Linked DNA regions of Zea mays: region 2 is linked to region 1. Evidence: chromatin contacts called from public Hi-C data. All regions are on one chromosome and are shown on one strand. The core of a region is the stretch at or near the end of the contact, and the rest is flanking DNA. Distances in the headings are between cores, read along the strand shown. Region 1 has its middle 32 kb from the start of LOC103640060. Region 2 has its middle 16 kb from the start of LOC100281484.

Region 1 (4,385 bases), core at 155-2,654:
AATAAATAAAAGTAATACCAAAATAAACTCAATGTGATGCAAATGACAAATTGAATTTTAATTCCATAAATTAATCATGTGAGGGTCCGAGCTGCTCATGACCGTCAGCACGGCTAGTATACCAGTTTTACACTCTGCAGAGGCTGCGCATCTTTACCCACAAGTCATGTTACCCGTCTGCCAAGAGACGGCCAATCCCATACACCTCTACCGAGGAGGAGAGGTAGGGTAACACTACAAGGCCTTTACAAAGTTCCACTAGCTTCAGAAAACTCGCTACAGTTTATAGGAAGCTCCAGTGCAGGGATCCCTCGCCTGACCGCCATCGCAGCAACATCAACCCAAGGACATCCCTACACTGACCACTCCCCTACTGCCCTTGCCCCTATTGGGTAAGGTAGTCATCCACTAGCTTTCCTAGTTAATCAGCCAAGGGCGTCCCATACCACCCTTGTGGTAGCACTGTTTTCCCGGGTGGTCGCTCAATGTTCCCATTAACATAATGATCTTAACATGAATAGTAATAATAAACAAATAATAAACGTGTGATCATGAATAATGTATCTCCATACCCAAAACCACATAAAGCAATAGCAAGTACTACCCAAAAAGTTCAGTGGATTCAAGGTACAAAGATAATCAAACTAGGGTAACCTAAAGGATCCCATCAAAATTAACCTATGCAGATTACTATGATTAATAAGAACATTACTGGGTAAAAAGAAGTGATCAAGGGCACAACTTGCCTTCAACAAGCTCCTGCTCAGCAGTCTCTACTAGCTGAACCTCTGGATCCTCAGTGGCTGGCTCGTCTTCTCGCATCAATACAAACATACATAGTATAGCAAAAATTAACATCACACCAAACATGTAAACAAAATACATAATAATAATCTACACATTAAAATAAGATCCTAGGAACAGGAATCATTAATTTTGGTGTTATGGATTTTAAGTTATGAATTTCCAAAGGTTTTATATATTTGATACAAGATTAAATAAGAGATACATTTTAATATGGTTTTCATGTCAAAATAGATACACTATGTGATAAACAACACTATTACAAAATTATAGGAACTGGAATGGATTAATTTGAAGTTAAAATGAATTAAATATGAATTTCCCAAGTTTCTAGAATTATTTTTGTATTAAACCAATTTCTATAATTATTTCTCTATTTTTATTCCTCTCTGGACTGCGCACCAATACCTGGAAAGTGTAGGGGCTCTGGTGAAAAATGATTCAAGACACAGGACTCCCTCAAGGTGGACTGCGGGTTCTATTTTCTAAAAGTATAAGGGTTTGTCTGCAAACAGTGCAAACCGAAGGGGTATCGGCCTGCACTCCCCGTTGGATCATGCGCAGACGGCGCGGATTAGATCTGATCTAATAACCATCCCAGGCTCAACCGTGATCGTGCGATACGAGATCGACGGTTGACAATCACCCCCAGCAAACCGGTATCATACATCTAATCCGAGCCGCATCAGAACGATCTAACGACTCGCACAATTCCGGCCACCTTCTTCCCCAAGTCCACTGTCCGCACACGGCGGCGCACAGGCCTCACGGCGGTCCACTCGCCGGAGCTCCCACACCTGACACCTCGCACCCAGGTGCCCCATAACCCAACCCTAGACGCGTAACCCGAGTAGGAGAACTTAGCAAGCACAAGAAGGGGATTCATACCGGCGCGTTCGCGGTGTACTGCTCAAGCCATAGAGAGGATGCGGTCCGCGGCGGAACGATCGCGACGGTGAGAAATTCTCGGGGCGCAGACGAGCAATTCCGAGCGGCGCGGCAGCGATCACCACCCAACAAGACCCGTGAAGCCCTAGTGCGCCACTGCTCGGCACCGGTCGTAAGCACGGTGAAGTTCACCCGCGGCGGCGCGGGTCGACTAGATGCGGATTCGCCGCTTTCCCTCTCCGTCACTAGTTCAGTGGTGTTCGCGAAGATAGGAAACAGAGGGGGAACATGCAAATCCGGTCGTGGTCCCCCTATATGGACACGACGTGGCCAGGGCGCCACAACGGATTGCGCGAAGTCGGTGGCTCCGCACGTTCCAGTGTTCCACCATGCTCGGCACTTCCGTTGACTGGGGCGAGGACTGACTCGCCAGGTCCACGCGCCAGAGAAGGGGAGGAAGAGCGAACGCGAGCGGTGACTGGCCGGTGGGGCCCGCAGATCGGCGACTGAGTATGAGCAAAGCGCATACTTTGAGAGATTGACGGGCGGGGCTCGGTTGTCAGTAGGCGGGGAGCGCGTGCGGAAGATGGTTGGGCCGCGCGGTGGGAAAGCCGACTGGGCCGAATTTAGCGTTGGCTGGCCCAAGTGCACAACTCACTTTCTCCATTTTCTTTTCTTCTTTCTAATTTCTTTTCTTCTCCTTTTTATCTTTGAAACTCAAACTTGAAATCAAATTCTTGCAGTGAATTTTGTACTCATTTAAATGTACAGTTTGAAAACACCAGTTTGAAATATATTTATTCTTATTTTTATTTTATTTTATGTAGTATTTCCCCCAATTCTTTCCTTTTTATTTTCCAATTCTAGAATTTAATTTAGGTTAATTCCCAAATTCTCATTATTAATGTATCCCCATAAATTTTATCTTTATTAAATTCACATACACTTAAAATCCAGCATGATGCACAAATTATCTTTGGTGTCTTCGACTAATTATTCTCTCTAAGATGGTTATTTCCAAATAATGATGAGTAGAAGACAAAACAACTAATGAGATCACCCCCTTCTCTTATTTTTTCCAAACTGGGTATTACAAATCCTACCCTCTTACAAAGAATCTCGTCCTTGAGATTTAGGAAGGACTAGGAAAGAGCTGGGGAAAATCTATTCGTAGTTCTTCTTCTCTCTCCCATGTAGCCTCATCTTCTCCATGATGGCTTCATTGTACTTTGCACATTTTAATCACTTTACTCCTCGTGACACGGGTCAAGATATCAATAATCTTGATAGGATATTTTGTATAAGTCAAATCATCTTGGACAGTAAGATCCTCCATAGGTAGTTGCTCTTCAGGTACCCTGAGACACTTCTACAATTGTAATACATGGAAGACATCATGTACATCCACAAGATGATTAGGTAGTTCCAGTTGATATGCAACTTCTCCCACCCGCTTTAGGATTAAGAAGGGTCCAATAAAGCGAGGGGACAACTTCCCTTTAACTTTGAATCTTCTCATACCCCGGATTGGTGACACCTTAAGATACACGTGATCACCCGTCTTCTCCGGGTATCCACATAGCTTTTTTGCCTTGACTGTGCAGTTCTCAAATTCTCCCTTATTTGACGGACTTGTTCTTTTGTCTCTTGTATAATTTCAGGCCCAAAGAACTGCCTTTCACCAGTTTGATCCCAATATAGTGGAGTCCTACACTTTCTGCCATACAAAGCCTCAAACAGGGACATCTTCAAACTGGCCTGGTAACTGTTATTGTAAGAGAACTCTACATACGGTAAACTCTTATCCCAACTATGACCATGTTTAAGAGCACAAGCTCTTAACATATCTTCTAGTGCTTGATTGGTTCTCTCGGTCTGCCCATCAGTTTGAGGATGGTAAGCCGAACTAAAATTCAATCTTGTATCCAAGCACTCGTGCAACTTCTTCCAATACCGAGAAGTAAACTGTGATCCCCGGTCTGACACAATCTTCTTAGGCACACCATGTAAGCACACAATTCGTGCCATGTACAACTCTGCTAACTTGGCTCCTGAATACGTGGTCTTCACTGGAACAAAGTGGGCTACTTTAGTTAGCCTGTCCACAACCACCCATATAGAGTCATACCTAGCAGATGTGCGGGGTAATCCCATAATGAAGTCCATGCTAATCTCTTCCCATTTCCACTCAGGTATCTTAAGCGGGTGTAGTAAACCAGCAGGTCTTTGATGTTCTGCTTTCACCCTCTAGCAAACATCACGTAGTGCAACATGTGAAGCAACATCCTTCTTTAGTCCATACCACCAATACTCCGGCTTCAAGTCCTGGTATATCTTAGTACTACCAGGGTGGATGGAGTAAGCTGAGTCATGTGCCTCCTTCAATATGGTTTCACGAAGACTGTCGATTTCTGGAACACAAATCCGTTTCTTGAACCATATCGTGCCCTGCTCATCCTCCGTGAAATCTAAGCCTCTACCTTCTGTTATCAGATCCTTAATCTCCTGAATTTTGGCATCACTGATCTGACCTTTACAGATTTCCTGCTCTAAGGTAGTTCCACTTCTATGGTAATTCCTTCAGTATGAGCAACTATTCCTAGATTGAGCCTCTCAAAATCTTCTGCTAACTCATCGGGCAACTAGGTGACAATAGCTGCATGGACCCGGCCCTTCCGACTTAAGGCATCCGC
Region 2 (4,197 bases), core at 673-3,172, 480 kb before region 1:
GCGAAACAATCATTCATTCAACATTTGGGGAGTAGCAAATGAACAATACACCAAACAGTCTAGATCAAATAAATATGCAACGTGATATGGGGCTCTCATCATCGATAGACGAACGACCGAGGCCAAGGGACGTTCGCGGGACCAAACTAGGTGGCTCGACCGAGCGTGCCGAGGGCACAACGCGCCGATGGCGCAGGCTCAAACGTTTGATAGATTCTCTGCCTCGCTCGAGGGCGTGGCGCGCGCTGGGTCGGACGGCTGCGGATTCTCCGCCTCGCTCGAGGGCGCGGGATTGGCTCGGGTTAGTTAAAGTCGGACCGTTGGATTCGGGTGAACGACGGGAATTGGGCGGCCTGCTCCGGCCCTTTCCTCTAGCCACTAGAGGCGGCGGCGCCCGTGTTCGCGACGGGAAGCTCGTCAGAGACGAGGGGCGCGAGCGCTCCGGGGGTCTTAGGGCTGTTGGGATGATCGGAGAAAATGGGGAGGGGTGCGGGAAATCTGATGGTGGGGGCTGAACAGAGGTAGGGGCATCAGATGGTGAGGGTTCACAGTGGGGCGGCTCGGCGGGGTGCGGGGAACTCCGACGAGCAATCGCGTAGGGCAAAGAGTAAGAGGGAAATGGAGAGGGCAAGGGAGATTCCATACCTCAATGCGAGACTCGGGATATCCACTGAGACAGCAACGGCACGACGGTGGCTTAGGTCGACGATGGCGGCTTCGGGACTGCACGTGTAACGGTGGTGAGCAAGGACAGAGCGAACCAAAGGAAGGAAGGGGAATTGGGGGCGAGTCCCGAGCGGCTAGCACCGAGGCGAAGCTCACTGTGGCAAGGGCGACGACAGAACGGCTTCGCGACAGTGGCGACACTGCTGCGTGCTAGGTGGGGAAGAATGGGCAGGGCGAGGTGTGGGGGATGCTGGGGTCTAGGGTCCTTATATGGTGGCCAGGCGAGGCATGCGAGATGGGGGGTCGTAGGGTGCGCGCGGTGGTTATCCGCACATAACGTGCGAGGCGGGCACGACCGGCGTGGCCTCTGCGGAGCAGACAGTTGAGGGGAAGAGGACGGGGCTCACAAGCGGGGTTGGCTGGTCAGAGAGAAAAGAGAGAGAGCGCGTGACCGAGGGCGGCACGCCGACAGGGTGGGCTCGCGGGGCAGAAAGAAGGGAAGGCGCGTGGCTGAGGGCTCGACTGAAGGCTCGGCTGGCTCAACTTCAAATATGCCACTAATTGAAACATATGCATGATACAAAGACAAAAGTTGGGGTTCAGTATTATGCAACATTTCATACTTTCTTAGGGTTTTGTCTATTAGAAAATAGATACATCTCCAACTAAAACAATGATTCTCTTTCTAAAGGAAAACGAAATGGATTAAGAGAGAAGAGAGAAGAGGAGTAACACTTGAATTTGTGGATAAGAGCAAAGAAATTTTATATCCCCAAATTCAGGGTGTTACATTCAGTATTTAGCCAAAAAAGCACAAATGACTGTTTAGTTTGTTACCTAACTTGCCATACTTTGTCTAACTTTTCTATCTAAACTTAGGGCCTGTTTGGTTTGATGACTAACTTGTCACACTTTGCCTAACTTTTCTGCCTAAGGTTAGTTCTTCAATTCGAACGACTAACCTTAGGCAAAGTGTGTCACGTTTAGCCACGAACCAAACAACCCCTAACTTTTCTGTCTAAGGTTAGTTCTTCACTTCACGAACTAACCTTAGACAAATCGTGACACGCTTCTTACTTTCGTGGCACTATCTCACTTGTATTTTACTTGCCCCCATGCATTGAACTCCCCGAACACTGCAAATTGGTAAGCTTTTGGCATCTGAAATGCAGTCGACTCGGTCGTCACGGGTCACGGGCACTGACAATACAGAGACACACACATGACTCTGATCCATGGCCAGGTCTGTCTCAAGTGGCGAGCACAGACAAACACTCTGATTAGACCAGCATTGATCGCATCCTCTCCTCGCCTCGCAAGCCCTACTGCCTCTCGTTCCCAATTAAATCCACTTGCAAATTCTTCCTGCCTGCTACTACACCAACTCTTGTTTGCTTTTGCTTCTCCTTCAGTGGAGCACTATACTGCTGTCAACTGTCGAGTCAAAAGTCAGAGATAAGGACAAGTCAACGAGAATCATATATATATATACTCTGGTACCTCTTTATACATATAATTTACTGAGTTTATCGAGTAGAGAGATTTGAAAGCAACTGTCTGTCTGGCGGCCGAGGCTTTATTGTGGCTTACGTTGGAACGAGGCTAGAAGTTGTTCTAGACGATCAATTATTATAGTACATATATTAGACAACTATTTTGGCTACGAATCGCAGGCAGGAACAGGCTGCCAGGCACGCACGCATGCGGGCCAAGTGGCCAACCAAGCCAAGGACTGCCAAATGGAAATGGGTGATGGGTGGTGCTTGCGTTGCGGGCGGCTGCCAACTCGGAGACGATTTTGTTGACCGGCCAGACCAGCCTAGGCCTCTTGTCTCTCTCTCTCTCTTTTGCAACTTGCAGATGTGCGAGTGCGATCCATGCATCACGAGGCGGCCGGCCACCACAATGAATTAAAACGAGCGCACACGGCACACATACATACATTGATACATGCAATGGGATGGAAGTGACCTCTCACTGCCTCGCCGCCCACTTTACTTGCACGTTCTTGTTCAGACCCCTGTCTCTTGGTTCGGGCACATTTCGTAGGCCCAATCGTCCTTTTTTATATTCCAGCATGAACCATACATAGTCTTTGTGTCTCCTCCGTTCTAAAACGGAGGTTAGTCATGTCTTTATTTTAGCCCGAGATAAGCATCTCTAATTCTGATAAGGTATATAAAGATTTATTAATATCTATCTATACTTATGGGTGACAACGTGCTCTAAATTTTACACTATAAAATTTAAGGACCGGATCGGATTATATTGAATTAGGGTCCAACTCTATTTATATTCATTTTTGAACTAAAATTTATTTATGACCCTATAAATTTGTGAAGTAACATTTAAATCACGATCCATTATCACTCCTATCTATAGTACCAAATTAAACAAACAAGTTGTTATTTCAGTAAGACAATAACTGCCTCAACTTAATTATCTTTCAAATCGGTCAACCCGGCGAAGCCGCTTTCTACCTTTTGCGGAAGATTACATTGGAAAAAAAAAGATGCTTTCGCCACCACTCTTAAAAAAGAAAATAAGTATACACGCACGCACTGATTCATATGTGACTGATGTTCGCCGAAAACGTTGACAATCAAACAAACTCAGAGTAATGAAACCACACATTGAAACAAGATAACTATATATAACTATAACTATAACTATATATATATATATATATATATATATATATATATATATATATATATATATATATATATATATATATATATATATATATATATATATATATATATATATATATATATAGTATTTAGAGCCCCGGGCTCTGTTTAACTATAGGAAGTTCCAACCACGTATCGATCAGGTGTGCAGACCGCACCAAACCCTTTTTGGCTTATTATACCTAACTGCTTACGACAAATTATAATATGAGTTATGCTGATGTGGGTAACAATTTATGCAAATATATGGGCCATCACGTAGATTTCGTCCCGCATATTACGTGCATAGGGCCCACGATCCCACCCACGCGCTCGCAGTTATCCAGTCCCACGTCGCCACTATAAAAATACCCCCACGCCGCCAGGGATTAGGTTTTAGCGGCGGCGGCGGTTCCCTCGGGCGTACGAGCGCCGGTGATCCTAGGGGCCAGCAGCGATGCCGCCCCGAGGCAGGCGACCGACGGCGGCGCTCCACTAGGAACGAGCGACAGCGACGCTCCCGAGGCGGGCGCGCAAGTGGCGACGGCATTCTCGAAGCGGACGGCGACATCGCACCCTAGGCCCGATGGCAACAACGTTTGTCCTGTCCGTCTCTGCGATGGCCACCGCCGCTGCCGCTCCAGCGTCTGTGACGCCGTCTCCTGCGCCAAAGGCCAACAACAGCAGGAAGCCGGTGGTGCCTGGGATGACTGGGTACAAGCTGCTCAAGCGCGTCAAGAAGTCGGCGGCGCTCAGGGACATCCTCGTCGTCATCATGTTGTCGGAGAACGTGCCCACCTGCATCACTCGCTGCCTGGAGGAGTTCGACCCGCGCCTCGCCGTAATTTAGGCCCTATTC

What was found. Hi-C and Micro-C count contacts between places; a contact is called where the count stands out from the background.
Region 2: a contact with region 1 is called in a Hi-C map of bundle sheath, with 2.8 times the contacts expected there. The contact joins two enhancer-like sites.

The regions. Positions count from the first base shown.
Region 1 is chr1:159,695,805-159,700,189 of Zm-B73-REFERENCE-NAM-5.0, reverse strand. No RefSeq gene overlaps it. Among protein-coding and RNA genes, the nearest start is that of LOC103640060, 32 kb to the left of the region's middle. Within about 2 kb of position 1,404, at least 17 of the 20 cell types and tissues checked have an H3K27ac peak or open chromatin away from gene starts, as enhancers often do. A contact at or near this core is called in bundle sheath, where this site is marked.
Region 2 is chr1:160,179,161-160,183,357 of Zm-B73-REFERENCE-NAM-5.0, reverse strand. No RefSeq gene overlaps it. Among protein-coding and RNA genes, the nearest start is that of LOC100281484, 16 kb to the left of the region's middle. Within about 2 kb of position 1,922, at least 15 of the 20 cell types and tissues checked have an H3K27ac peak or open chromatin away from gene starts, as enhancers often do. A contact at or near this core is called in bundle sheath, where this site is marked.